Regions from separate parts of the Mus musculus genome. Here region 2 is linked to region 1. A link is a contact called in public promoter capture Hi-C data. All regions are on one chromosome and are shown on one strand. The core of a region is the stretch at or near the end of the contact, and the rest is flanking DNA. Distances in the headings are between cores, read along the strand shown. Region 1 holds the start of Aldh3a2 (aldehyde dehydrogenase family 3, subfamily A2). Region 2 holds the start of Llgl1 (LLGL1 scribble cell polarity complex component).

The links. Capture Hi-C pulls out chosen DNA fragments and counts their contacts.
Region 2: a contact with region 1 is called in a promoter capture Hi-C map of liver, with 3 times the contacts expected there. The contact joins the promoter of Llgl1 here to the promoter of Aldh3a2 in region 1. A contact is called at or near these places in 3 of 39 promoter capture datasets (embryonic stem cells, erythroid cells and pre-B cells), 1 of 115 datasets of contacts at active chromatin or transcription factors (kidney) and 1 of 9 other capture datasets (liver).

What each region holds. Positions count from the first base shown.
Region 1 is chr11:61,265,407-61,269,032 of GRCm38.p6, reverse strand. Aldh3a2 (aldehyde dehydrogenase family 3, subfamily A2) reads left to right here and starts at 1,847. Exons shown (of 10, transcript NM_007437.5): 1 at 1,847-2,179. The coding sequence starts at 2,027.
Region 2 is chr11:60,698,247-60,701,611 of GRCm38.p6, reverse strand. Llgl1 (LLGL1 scribble cell polarity complex component) reads right to left here and starts at 1,912. Exons shown (of 21, transcript NM_001159404.2): 1 at 1,671-1,912. The coding sequence starts at 1,751.

The DNA.
Region 1 (3,626 bases), core at 598-3,097:
CTGCAGTCCACCAGCTTCAACCATGAAACCTTCAAAGAGAAAGCTGTGCAGCTTGTTTTGGCTTGCTTCAGTAAGGGCAAAGCAGAGGTGAAGGGTGGGGTGGTCTTGCTTCACCAAGAAGCGCCTCAGATAAGCCTCAACTCACCGGCCATTGTGAAAGCTACAAAGTTGGGGAAGTTAGCTGGACACTCTAGACAGAGGACACAGAATGCCAAAAAAGCCCTGGGATAGCAATGTGCCCAAGTGTTCAGTGAACAGCAAGGAAGCCACTCTGGCTAAAACTCATTACGTGGGCAAATCCTATAAGAAGAGGCACATCCAGAGGCCAAGACTTATAGGCTTATAGAGGATTATATGGGCTTTGAATTTTATTCTCTGGAGAGTTTTGAGAGAGGGACTGACTAATAAAGGTCACCGTACATTCTGAATGTATCAGTGACGCTGAAGGGGAACTAGTCAAACCCACCCAGTTACTTCATGCAGGAAGGATTTCAGGAATAATGAAGGAAGCATGGGGGTGGAGTGGGGCGGATGGTCTCAAAGATCAGAAACTGCTCCAATGAATCTCAGCTGAAACTCATTGCAGTACTGCCCACTTCTGTGCCATTTGGAGACACTGTGACTGTCATCCTCTAGGACTAGGAGCCACCTTGTCCAAGAAATTCCTAGAGGCAGGAATATACTGACTCTCCTTCCACGATAGAAATGCCAGCACCTGCCACACTACTGAGTCCATGGGGAAACAGAAATCTTTAGTGTCCTGGTAGTCTGTCCTTCCTTCCTTCCTTACTTTCTTCCTCTGGCAGAACTTCCTGGGAGGCCAAGGAGGGAGGAGAACCTACTCTGGGCTCCTGAACTACAGAGTGTAAAACGGTAAGTACAGAGCTAAGAAGTAACAGATTCATAGTCGCCAACCAATCAAGCAAGCAGCCTATTAGAGTGCTATTGCTATATATAGTAGATATGTAGTATGGTTTGAACCACTCATTATTGGGCTCAACATATATTTTGAAGATCAAGTCAAAGAGACAGGGAACACTGTAGGAAGTATGAGTTGTTTGCTGAAGAATAATAAAAAGTTCTAATGAAATTAACTATAAGAAGTCCATTATAAGTGTAAATAGAGATTAGCATTTAAATGTGTCCTTGGGAGTCCAAGGAAAGATTGGGTGAGAGCCTTCTCTGCTCTCTACTGGTAGAATTAGATGAGTGACTGCGCGGAGAGAACTTAGTCCCAGACATTTGAATACTTTAATGGGTCAGAAAAGGGAGAAATCCAGAGATGGAAAACCTAGGGAACGCCAAGGAAGGGAAGCGGAAATGTTTCCAGAAGATGGGAAGGACAACACAAAGTGACCGCCGTCGCTGAGCAGCCCCAGATGGGTACGAAAGTCAACCATTGCTAATTAGCCTGGAGAGGAAATTTGGGAAAAAACCTTGGATGGTACGCAGTAGAGAGGATTGAAAATCAGTGTGGGCGATGACAATGCTTGTGTGTGTGTGTGTGTGTGTGTGTGTATACACTGGATTCACCTCCTTCGCGTGCGTCACCCGGCCCGCCCCACCCAGGCCCGCCCTACCCAGGCCCAGCGACTTTGCCTCTGAATCTGAGGCACTGCAGGCGAAGGGAGACTACTTCCGGCCGGGTGAGCACCCTCGGGCCTCAGTTCCTCCTCCTAGAGGACGCTTGGCTCTTTTCTGAAGCCAGAAGGACTTCTTCCGCGTCTTCGCGTGCCAAAAATTGCACCTACACACCCGGCGCCCGGGGACCGCAATCCCGCGGCTAGATTAGAGGTAAGGGGCGGGGCCTCATAGTCACGTGCAGCAGCTCAGCCAATGAGTGCGCACTTTGTCGTTAGCAGGGAAGTGCTGGGGTTTGGCCCACACCCGGGCCGGGTCTAGGCCAGTAGGCGGATAGGACCCAGCAGCGGAAAGTGGCAGTGAGCTGTGGCATCATCCATAGCAGCTCCTTACTGGTACTGTGCTCCCTCACCTGCCTCGCTCCGCGTTCTCCTCAGGCCCGGCCATGGAGCGCCAGGTCCTACGGCTTCGCCAGGCGTTCCGGTCCGGCCGATCTCGGCCGCTGCGCTTCCGATTGCAGCAGCTTGAGGCCCTGCGGAGGATGGTGCAAGAGCGCGAGAAGGAAATCTTAGCAGCCATCGCGGCAGACCTGAGCAAAGTGAGCCTCCACAGGGTGGGAGGGGCCCGATGAGCCACCTTATTCCTTCTCTGTAGCAGGTTGTTTGGTTTTGTTTATCCAGCAGTTAAGAGGAAGCAGAGTACCCTGGACTCTGGACTCTCCAGCCCCGCTTAGAGCCCAAACTGTTGTATTTGCACTCATATTGAAGTGCATACTTTACTTGGCGCCGGCAATTTCTCGTCTGCGAACGCTCTGTATAGCCTTGCCCATTTCTGCTGCGTTCATAGTCTCTTTCCTTACAATGTGCAGTTAACTCTGGATAGGCTGGATCTCAGTAGTTTGTCTGCTTGGTAGGTTTCAGCTATTTCACTCCCTGTCTTTATTTCATGACGTTAAAAGAATGGTTTCTTTTTGTTGACAGTTCTTTTTATTTCCTATAATCTTCAGCACTGAAATTCCCCATATGACTTTGTGTGACATTAATCATATACATGATTGACCTCCAGTATACAGACAATCACCCTGGGGACCTGATAAAATACAAATCCTGACTTAGTCCTCGTGAGACTGTGTCTGAGATTTCTAATGAGGGCCCAGGTGATAACATATGGCCTGTTTAGAAGCAAGCTTTGAGTACCAAGGTTTTAAGTAGTGTTCAAGGTACAACTATGGTCTGTTGTACTCTCTAGTAATATTATTTCTCCCTTTTACTTTCTATCTGTATTCCAGGCATGGTAAGACCTCTATTTTCAGATTTTCAATCAAAGACTGCTTCAAAAAGTGGTAACAGTAGTTGTAGTAGAATCTAGAAACCTTCCTTCAGAGTACTTCTGGTAAAGAGGGGCTGTGGTAATTAGTAAACAAGATAGGATAGTGAATATTAAAACTCTGTGAATCATCCACTCCTCAAACATCAGATAGTTTGTGTATGTTTGTTCATACATAGCGTTCCTGAAGAAAATATATTAAGTCCAGAATTTAAAATCTGGCTCCAAAGTAGAACATATGCAGGTGTGACTCTGGTTATAAACCAGTGCGTTAAGGATGAAGTATCAAGATGCTGCTCAAAAGCAAAGTTGCCACGGTACCTACATCGTGACTTCGGGAGGCTGTTATTAATCGGGAGGTGATGCTGAAAGGGATCATTTTTAACCCTATTTTAAAAGGCTTGGATCGGTAGTGAAGACGTTAGAGGCTCTGAATGTATTAGAGAGGAAGAATCATCCTGAGTATCCAGGGTGTGCCTTATTGAGAACTTGGAAATAAAAAAAAAAATCTGATAGCAAACCGGGGGAGGGGGTGGTGTCTAATAATACCAGTTGTCACTGCAAGTATACTTGGTCTGAGCGTTGTGACATCCTAAGTTAGTGGTTCTCAACCTTCTAATGCAGCCACCCTCCAAACAGTTGTGGTGACCTCCAAACATAAAATTATTTTCATTGCTTCTTCATCACTGTAATTTTGCTGTTGTTATGAATCATAATGT
Region 2 (3,365 bases), core at 663-3,162, 570 kb after region 1:
ACACTGTGCAGGTTACCTGGCACTCCCAAATGACCAGCTCTGAAAGGCCTCCCTAACTGGTCCCGCCTACGTCAGCATCCCAGTCCATATTCCCACACCCTCATCACACCATATTTTATCCACAGCTCTAGCCAACCCTGTGAACTACTATATATTCTGCCCTTCTGTTTTGGCTTTTTTGTCCGCATCCTTTCCCAGGGAATAAACCACCCCTTCAATGAAGAATTGTCCGCCATGCCCTGGTACCAAGGAGGTAGGGATCCAAATTAAACTAGTAGGAGATGCACATCCTACAGGCAATTTGTAATTTGTGGTCTGAGCTGGATTTAAACCCAATACCCACTGGTCACCCTGGACTACAAGTCCAAACTCAAGAATCTGGGGCTCACTATTCTCTAGAGATCTCCTAACACCCCCTGTGGCAATCAAACTCGTTCCCCAAGATGACCTATCTCCTATCATTGCTTCCCACTCAAATCGGGCCTCACCCTCCTCAACTCCTACCCACTGTAGCATCATCAGTCAGGGGAAGCCATGCTTCAGAGACTCATCACAACTGTGGAGGTCCCCACTACACACCCCATTCACTGGCTAAAACCCACTCTCTTCTTGTTTCATGGGGCACACCCTCACGGTGAGCCAAAAAGAGGCTCCCATCTGAGAAGCCTCTCCTGGCAGCTCTTTAGTTATGGTGTCTGTAAAGCCTGGCACCCCCTGATCATTGCTGAGATCGCAACAAGAAAAAACTGAGCCATGGCAGGGTCTCCCCCTGAAAGTGCCTCCTAAGAGAAGTCCAGGGTCCCTAAGTTCTACTCAGGACAGTAGCAGCTGCTTCAAAACTCCTACTCCACTGCTATCACACAGCAAGGCAAGGAAAGATAAGCGGCCCTCTCCCTACTGAACCTCAGTTTTTTTTTTTTTGTTTGTTTGTTTGTTTTTTAACGTGTGTAATGGAAATGAGAAATCGAATCCTCAACAGCAAGATGCACACAGGCTCTGGGATAAAAGTAACATCTAATCAGAGCCCCACCAGTACAGATAAGAGTTAGGCTTGTGGGGCTCTATACTGGTCAGTGCAGACTAGGTGGGAGCTGAGGCCTTTCCCGGGTCTCTTCTGTATCTCGTCTCTCCAACTTTAGTAAGGTCAGGAACTGGCCGGGTCGCAAGGACATCCAGAATCCACAAGGGGGAAACTGGCCTCATTTCATGGCGGGGGAAACTGAGGCACTAAGGTTTGAAATGCAGTTGAGCATACAGACCAGCACATCCCTTGAACTAGGGACCCCAAGGTAGGGCAGAGCCTGGTGAGAAAAGTGGAGGCGCAGGGATTTCCCAGCCCCCCCACCCCCCACTTTTCCCTCTCTCGCCCGCCTAAGAGTTAAAGAAAACAAAACCTGGCCCTGAATGTCCCTCAGCCGAGCCGGGCTACACACCAAAAATGAAAGAAAAGAGGCCAAGAGCGAAAGGCAGATAGGTCGGAGGACCCCACTGAGCCCAAGGGACACCGGGAGAGATATCAGGGGTTCAGAGACCAGGAGCCCGAAAGCGCACGGCACGGCGCGGGGCGCAGCCCGACACCCCAACCAGGCACACCCGAGCAGCGCGGCGCTCGCAGGGCAGAGGCGGCCCGATGTGGCCCGCCTGAGCCGCCGGCGCCCCCGCCGCCGCACCTTGTGGAAGGCGAAGAGCTCCTGCTTAAGCTTCTCGCGCTGCGGGTCGGCGCCCTGCCGCCGGAACCGAAACTTCATCATCTTGCGCCCGCCTCCGCCACCGCCGCGGGATGCGCCCGGCCCCGCCGGTCCTGAGGCGCGGGGCGGGGCCTGCACGGAGGCGCGGGACGCCACGGACGCCCGCCCGACCCACGACGTGAGCGTGCCCGCCGTGCCGTGCCGCCCCTTGCTCGCCAGACAATGGGCGAGGACGGGGCCCCCGGGCTCGCCGGGCTCGCCGGGGGGGGGGGGCAGTCACGCATGCGCAATGGTGCGGGGCCTGCTGGGACTTGTAGTCCGAAGGTGGGTCCCAACCGTGGGAAGCTGGGCTGTGGTTTGCTAAAGGTTGTTTTCCACTCACGACTGAGCTAACAACATTCTAATAATTCCAGGGACAATTCTCTAGCCCCTCCCGGTCCCACTTCCCCCATCTTTGCCGTTGTTATCTAGTTTGTGTGGCCAGTTTTCACGGATCACTACTTTGCCTATTCCTCCGGTGTGTATTCCACACCACGCTTTTTGTCTCAACTATTATCGAAGAACCCCTCTCTAGGAGCCCGCGATGGTTGTGCATAACTTTAATTCTGGCAATCAGGTGGCAAGCAGAGGCAGGCAGATCTCTCTGAGTTCCAGGCCAGTCAAAAGCTACATTGTAAAACTATGTCTCAAAAAAAAAAAAGAAAATCTCAATTCCTTGAGAGTTATTATTCATGACCCAACACAAAGAACTTCGGTTTGCACCGGCTCAGAAGATCCTTGAGAGGGACGCGAGGCAAAGAAAAGGGGCGGAGGGCTGCAGGAGGTGGCAGGCACGTAGGGCTGAACAGGAGCGGGCTGGATACAGCTTCTCCCCTTGTTTCCCCCATCCCTACAGGGAACTCCGAGAACAAAGCTGCGCCCCGCCCCCGCTTTCTTCCTGTCCCACCCACCTCCCGAGACTTTTCTCTTCTGGACAATGGCCTCTAGGCTGAACCTTTTCCTGCTAGCTGAGGGACTCAGTGTTGGGAGAGATCCCAGGAGTTTAAGCGGGCCAAGCCCCTGTCCTCCCATCTTTGTCAAGAGAGGAGGCGTTGACCCTTAACCCTCAGGCAGCTGCACTGCAGCAACAGGGACCTAGCTACCTCCAAACTGCCCACGACCAGCGTTGCTCAACCCGCCCTGGGAGTTGGGGCTCAGGACTCACAGCTCTTTCCCGAGCTGTAGCTAAAGTGGTTGGCTAGACAGCAAAGGGCCCCTCCTGATCTCAACACGCTTAATGATTTTAAGAGCTCACTGAGAGAGGCACAGATACCACACAATTTTAAAGTGATATCACCCCAGATGCACAGAGGAAGAAACAGTGGCAGCCAACACAGACCAAGATCAGCCCCACACAAGTCATGATCAGAAGCAACTCAGAGGCCTAGGCTACAGTCCTTGTGCTACCCCATGTTGGATTTCAACCTTGCAAATGCTCAGGACATGCTCTACCTCAGCACCAGCTTTCTCTACCCTCATCTCTGCAGTAAAAGTTTATTAGGTTACCCAAGTAACCAATCCCCAGAAATTTTACACTGCAGTCACAAAAACAAAACAAACAAACAAAAAACCCCAAACACCAGACAACAAAACAGCAACAAATAACTTCTGTTGTTTGATAGCCAATAAGAATGACTT